Linked DNA regions of Ovis aries: region 1 is linked to region 2. Evidence: chromatin contacts called from public Hi-C data. All regions are on one chromosome and are shown on one strand. Each heading gives the region's core, a stretch centred on a gene start, on an enhancer-like site or on the middle of the called end of the contact. The rest is flanking DNA. Distances are from core to core; before and after follow the strand shown.

Region 1 (2,833 bases), core at 39-2,538, 70 kb before region 2:
GTCACCTGCCACTGGGCCGGACAGAGATGGGAGTGTGTGTCTGTCCGTTAGGGGAGGGGCAGGGGAGCTGGCCTCGGTTTCCCTCTAGTCACTATTGACGACCCTCCCTGGGGTCCACGCCCAATCCCGTGCTGTCCTCCACAGGGTAAGCTGGCCATCCTGTCCTTAACCACAGGCGGCACAGCCAGCATGTTCTCCAAGACTGGGGTCAACGGAGACTTCCGGTACTTCCTGTGGCCCCTCCAGGTATGCCCCCCAACACACACACAGCTCTCCCAGCTCCTCCCAGGTGGGAGGGGGGCCTGAAGGCCAGGCCGTGCTGACTCCCCCGGAAACAGGATATCATAAGCTCTTAGCCTTTTGGATGTTTTACTTGGCAGCCCTGGAGAGGCTGGCTGATGGAGAAAACGCTGTGATTATGAGAACTTTTGATGCTGCTTGGCCAGAGGCCAAGCCGAGCCCGGTTGGCCGATGTCCGCTCTGGGTAAACGGGAGCCCTGAGGTGGCTCTGTGCGTCATGAGCTTCAGTTCTTCCTGCTTTTAAAAATTCTTCACCTTTGTTTCAGTTTGCAAAGGTACATATGGGAACACAGAGACTATGAAAAATAGAAATTCAGTTCTCTTAATGCCCTTGAAAACAATCACTTTCAATGATTTAATGTATTTCCTTACAGCCCATGTATATTCTTTTTTAAAAAACTATCCACGTATTTATTTGGCTGAGCCAGGTCTCCACCAGAGCATGCAGTCTCCTCAGCTGTGGCGTGCTCACCCTTAGCTGCAAGGTGCCTGCACAGGGCTCGAACCCAGGCGCCCTGCACGGGGGCACGCAGTGCCGGCCACTGGACTGGCTGCACCAGGGAGGGCCCTGTGTTCTCACACACGCACATGTTATGACTCAGCTTGCCGTATCTATTTCTTTTTTTACGTGAACAGTGCGCCACAAATCCCGCTTCACATTCCTTGTTGTTTACACCTAATGCGTGTCTTGAGCAGCCTTCCATGGTGGCACACGTAGCTGGAATAAACTCATTCAGGGCTCCCTGGTGGCTCAGTTGGTAAAGAATCCGCCTGCAGTGCAGGAGACCCTAGTTTGATTCCTGGGTCGGGAAGATCCCCTGGAGAAGGAATAGGCTACCCACTCCAGTATTCCGGCCTGTATAGTCCATGGGGTCGCAGAGTCTGGCACGACTGAGCGACTTTCACTTTCATGAATTGCCATAATTTACCGAAGCAATCAAAACCATAAAACTTAGTGTGTGACTCAGCAGCAGAGATTAGAGAGCTGTGTCGGAGCCTCCCAGCGCGCTCTGCCCCCCAGGAGCGGCCAGGTCCTGAGGCTGCAGGGCAGCGCCCGCATTCTCGGCTCGCTGGTGGTGGGAGGTTCTCTGAGCTCCCTGGAGGCCAGCTGCGTGCGTTCCCCGGGTGACTGAGCAGCGGGTGGCTTCTCACTGCGCTCCCCTCTTTGCACTGTAGCACGGCACACTGCACTTCTGCGGATTTAAAGTCCTTGCCCCTCAGATCAGTTTTGGTCCTGAAATGGCGTCCGAAGAAGAAAGAAAGAGGATGGTGGCCTCCTGGGCGCAGAGGCTGAAGACCATCTGGGAGGAGGAGCCCATCCCGTGCTCGCCCCCGTGGTACTTCGGGCAGTGACGGGGCCACGCCACACTGCAGGGGCCACGCCACACTGCAGGGGCCATGCGGGAGGTGTGAGACGTGTAATGCTGTGCAGGCGCGTGTAATAAAGGACGTCACAACAGCCAGGGTGTGACTGTGTCTCCGGGTCCTGCGGGCCGGCTCCCGTCCCCCGCTGGCTGTCCCCGGGTCTCTGGCAGGTCCTTCTCCCAGCCCTGCGTTCGTTTCTCATGCCTTTCATTCCCCTTTATTCAGCCTTCGCGGGTCATGGTTGTAGCTTTGGCACAAAACTGGATGCTAGGTATTTGTTTCTCTGCAGCGCGACTGGACTTTCTGGAAAGTCGAGGAAAACGTCATCTGTTCACAGCCCGTGTTGCAGTGCTCTGTTCACACCTCTTGTGTCTTTTTCTTTTTCTGTCTTGAGTGTTAGGTTTTAACTGAGCACGACCCAGCGTATCTTTCCAATCCCTGAGGGCCGGTCACGGTGAGGGCGCCGGCCTTAGTGAGAAGGCGTCCCGTCAGCGTGCAGTCTCGGGAGCGGGCCTGGCCGTGGCCCCGGGCTGCGGGCACGTGTAGCGGGAGAGTCTCCCCGCCGCCCGCCCCTCCTCTTCGTGGTCGTCGTCACTGCCCAGGACGGGCCCTTCTCCTCAGCAGCCCCCCCACCCCCATCACGCTCGCAGCTGCGCCTCCGTTCACACGCCCTCACCTGCCTCCTCCCTGTCCGCCCCCCGGCCCCCCAGGCGTCCTCAGACCCTCCTCCACCCTCATTATCTTCCTCTTCACCTGATCCACCGCCAGATCGCGTTCCGTGTTCTTAGCTTCCCTCGCATCTTCATCCCTCTCTCAGAGCTGCCATCTTCGAATCAGATTGATTTTTCAGGGTCATTTCTTTCTGACTTTCTCGACACCATTTTCTTCAGGCTTTTTCAGAGCGTCCCCACGTTCTCTTTCAGCGCCACCGTCCCAGACCCTCTCCGGGGCCGTCCCCCCAGGTGCCTGCTCAGGGTCCCCTCCAGACTCTTCATCATCCCTTTTGAGCCTCAGTTCTCTCGAGATCGCTCTCCTTCGACCGTTGGAACTGGCTTCTTCAGGCGCTCTTTGGGCCCTCTTCCTGAGCAACTTTTTCAGACACACCTTCTTCAAAGCCTCCCCCATCTCCTATGTTCTGTATCTTTCACGTGTCAGCTCTTTAAATGCT
Region 2 (3,252 bases), core at 742-3,241:
CCTTTCCCGGCCTCAGTTGCCTCATCTATAAATAGGGTGCTAGGACATAAGGTAGGTGTGAGGATTAAAATAAGATGATGCATCTCATTTTAGGTGCCTGGCGCAAAAAAGTTATTTAAGATGTTTTTTGATGTAGACCATGTTTGAAGTCTTTATTGAATTTGTTACAATATTGCTTCTGTTTTTATGTTTTGGTGTAGAGGCATGTGGGATCCTATCTCTGCAATCACGGGTTGAACCCACACCCCTTTGCGTTGGAAGCCACAATCTTAACCACTGGACTACCAGGGAAGTCCCTAAAAATAGTATTTTTAGAATTAGTCTTTATTGGAGTCTAGTTGATTTATGCTTCATTAGTTTCAGGAGTACAGCAAAGTGACTGTTAAACATATATCCACTCTTTTTTATATTCTTTTATAGATTCTTTAGGTCATTATAGACTGTTGAGTTCCCTGTGTTATAAGTAGGTTTTTATTAGTTGACACCAGTAGCCTAAGACCTCAGCACTACCATTTTTGCTGACCAGTAGGATAACTGGTATTAAAATTGTACAATTATTTTTAACCCCTCATCATCTCTGACAAGAAATCCCAATCAACATTTCATAAAAAAAAATAAGGAAATGTTGACCCCACTTCAGATTCTGAAAGTCAAACAACAGTAGCTGGAACATTACATATTTCTCTTTCCTTCTGTGTAGGAAACTGATGTGACAGCTTTATGTTGAAAAGACATATATAGTATATAGTATAGTATTATAGTATATAATATATATATACTTTTATATAGTATTTAAATCAAACCTCCCTTTACTGCCAAGAAACTCCCACTGGTCAGGGAGGACACTGCTGGTAATACAACTTCTCATGGCTGTAACACCAGGAAGCACTGTGCATAGAGGATTGTTACAATGAAAGGGTCTCCAGGAGAAGTAATATAAGATGCAAGGAAGCTGCTGGAATCTCCAAATCAAGACAAGGCTAAACAGCAGCCACCGATGTGCGGTTGTTTTCTGTTAAGGGAGAGAGCAGCCACAATCAAAGGGTATTGTTTTTCATTTTCCCTGTGGAACCTTCAGCTGCAAATACTGTTTATACTCTCTGAAGACTGAACTGGTCGTAAGAAGCACACACACTCAACAGTGGTGAAATACACGTAAAATTTGCCATCTTAACCGTCTTTAAGTGTACAGCCCTAAACACATTCACACTGTTTCTGCCACGTTCCTGCAAAACTGAGGCTCTGCCCCCACTGGACACTAACCCTGCCTCCGGCCCAGCCCGACACCCACCTGCTTCCGAACACCTGGGCCGCACGGGCCTCACTGATCTGGACTCACACGCGGCTCCATTTACGACCAAGCCTGCGGTGCTCGCCGCTCCCCCGCCCCGGGGGCGGCCAGGGACCCCACGCGGACACAGCCCCCATCCTCCGCACCCGGCGCCCCCCTCTGCTCCCGCCACAGCGCCGAGAAGCGGGAGCCCCGGCCTGTCTGCGGGATTCATCGGAGGCTCCCTGCGGCTTAGCTCTCGAGACCCGGGCCCCCGCCCGCACCGCTCTCCAGCCGCCGCTGGCCCGCCCTGATCTCCGGGATCCCCGAGAGCAGGGGCCCTCACGGGTGTGGGCCGGTGTAAGAACGCACACAGCGAACCCCAGTCCCCTCCAGCTGTCAGGCTGGCGGCCCCGAGCCCACCCCTCCGCGAGGGCGAGACGCCGGCCCCCGTTAGGCTAGAGCTGACACTCAGGGGAGACGCTCTGTGCCGGTGCCCCGGGAACCGCGCACACAGGTGGGCGAGGGATCGCCTGGAAACCCCGCGCCCCAGCTCAGAGCCCAGACCGCCCCGCGCATGCGTGCTCGGGGCGGAAGGGGGCGAACTCGGGGCGGAAGGGGGCGAACTCGGGGCGGCCGATGGCCGGGCGCATGCGTGCTGGCGGCGGTGCGCGCTCACGGGCTCCGGGAGACGCGGCGCATGCGCCCTCCCCGGCCGTCATTTGCACCCACCATGGCGGCAACGCTGGGCGGTCGGGCCGCGCGGCGGCTGAGGCTCCTGCTCTCAGCGCTGAAGCCCGGGATCCAAGTCCCCCGGGCCGGACCCGCGGCCGCGTTCGGGTAATGGCGCCGCTCCCCTCCAGGGGCCCCCATAGCCTCGTCCGCGCGCTCGGGGCGGCGGGAAGGGGGCAGGGGCCAGGGGCCAGCGACCGGGCCGGGGCCGCGAGTGGGCCTTGCCCGTCAAGCCGTGACCCGGGCGCGGCCGCGGGGGCGCTGCGCTCGGCCTCGGTGGGGCGTCCGTGCGGACGGAGGCCAGGGAGGAGGCGCGCTTGAACCCCGGACCCTGGCTCCGGGGCCAGCCTGCGGTGTCCGCGCCGCGTCAGCCCTCGGAGCCGCGGGCTGGACCTCGAGCTGGGACGTGCGGGAGACCCACCCGGGGGACCGGGAGATGCGGGCTCCTGGGCCCGGCTCCCCGAGGGGTGCAGGCCGTGGAGACGCCCGAGAGTCTGCCTTTCTCTCCTCTTCCCACCCCCACACAGCTGAGGGAAGACAGCCCCTGGATGAACCTCTGACCCCCAGTCCCAGAGTGGGCGCCCCTGGTCCAAGTGATAGTGGCCTGTCATGGGGGCGCGCGCGGGGCGGTCGCTGCTCACTGCCGGCGGGTCAGTTCCGCTCCTGACGAGGAAGGTGTCTGCGCACAAGCTTGGCGGGTACCTGGCCTTCAGAGCTTCACTGTGCTTGATGGGGAAGCGTCCATTCGGAAGGCATAAGAAGAGCTCTGACCAGCTTTCCGCTTTCATACTGTGATTTATTGGGTCTTGAATTTAGGGTTTGATGTTGTTACCATTTTCGACCTACTAGATTTTCAGAACTGTTTTCATACAGATGGGAAATGGGAAAACAGTGTCTGCAGTCTGTAAGTCCGCTGGAAAATGCCCATCTATCCGGTTTCCTGTTTACAGAAAGGGATTGACATGAGGTTACTGTGATCGCACCAGTATCTGTTACTGTTGGTTAATGGTTGCAGGAAGGCCTCATCCACTTAGCAGTGCAGATCATTTGCCCTAAAATATCCCTGGGAAACAGGTTTCTCTGGATTTTGAACTGCCGTTTTGTAAATGCAGTTGAAATTGATATGACCAAGGAAATGGCAACCCACTCCAGTATTCTTGCCTGGAGAACCCCTGGACCCAGAAGCCTGGTAGGCTACAGTCCATGGGGTTGCAAAGAGTCAGACAGGACTGAGCGACTTCACTTTCACT

The links. Hi-C and Micro-C count contacts between places; a contact is called where the count stands out from the background.
Region 1: a Hi-C map of mixed tissues shows a contact between it and region 2, with 3 times the contacts expected there. The contact joins the enhancer-like site here to the promoter of BPHL in region 2. A contact is called at or near these places in 12 of 16 Hi-C or Micro-C datasets (blood, hypothalamus, liver and 5 more).

What each region holds. Positions count from the first base shown.
Region 1 is chr20:49,738,491-49,741,323 of ARS-UI_Ramb_v3.0, reverse strand. It overlaps NQO2 (N-ribosyldihydronicotinamide:quinone dehydrogenase 2), which reads left to right. Exons shown (of 9, transcript XM_060403548.1): 8 at 145-246; 9 at 1,477-1,759. The coding sequence ends at 1,653. Among named protein-coding and RNA genes, the nearest start is that of NQO2, 11 kb to the left of the region's middle. Within about 2 kb of position 1,288, at least 7 of the 54 cell types and tissues checked have an H3K27ac peak or open chromatin away from gene starts, as enhancers often do. A contact at or near this core is called in tail adipose tissue, where this site is marked.
Region 2 is chr20:49,668,700-49,671,951 of ARS-UI_Ramb_v3.0, reverse strand. It overlaps BPHL (biphenyl hydrolase like), which reads left to right and starts at 1,991. Exons shown (of 6, transcript XM_027958683.3): 1 at 1,991-2,110. The coding sequence starts at 2,004.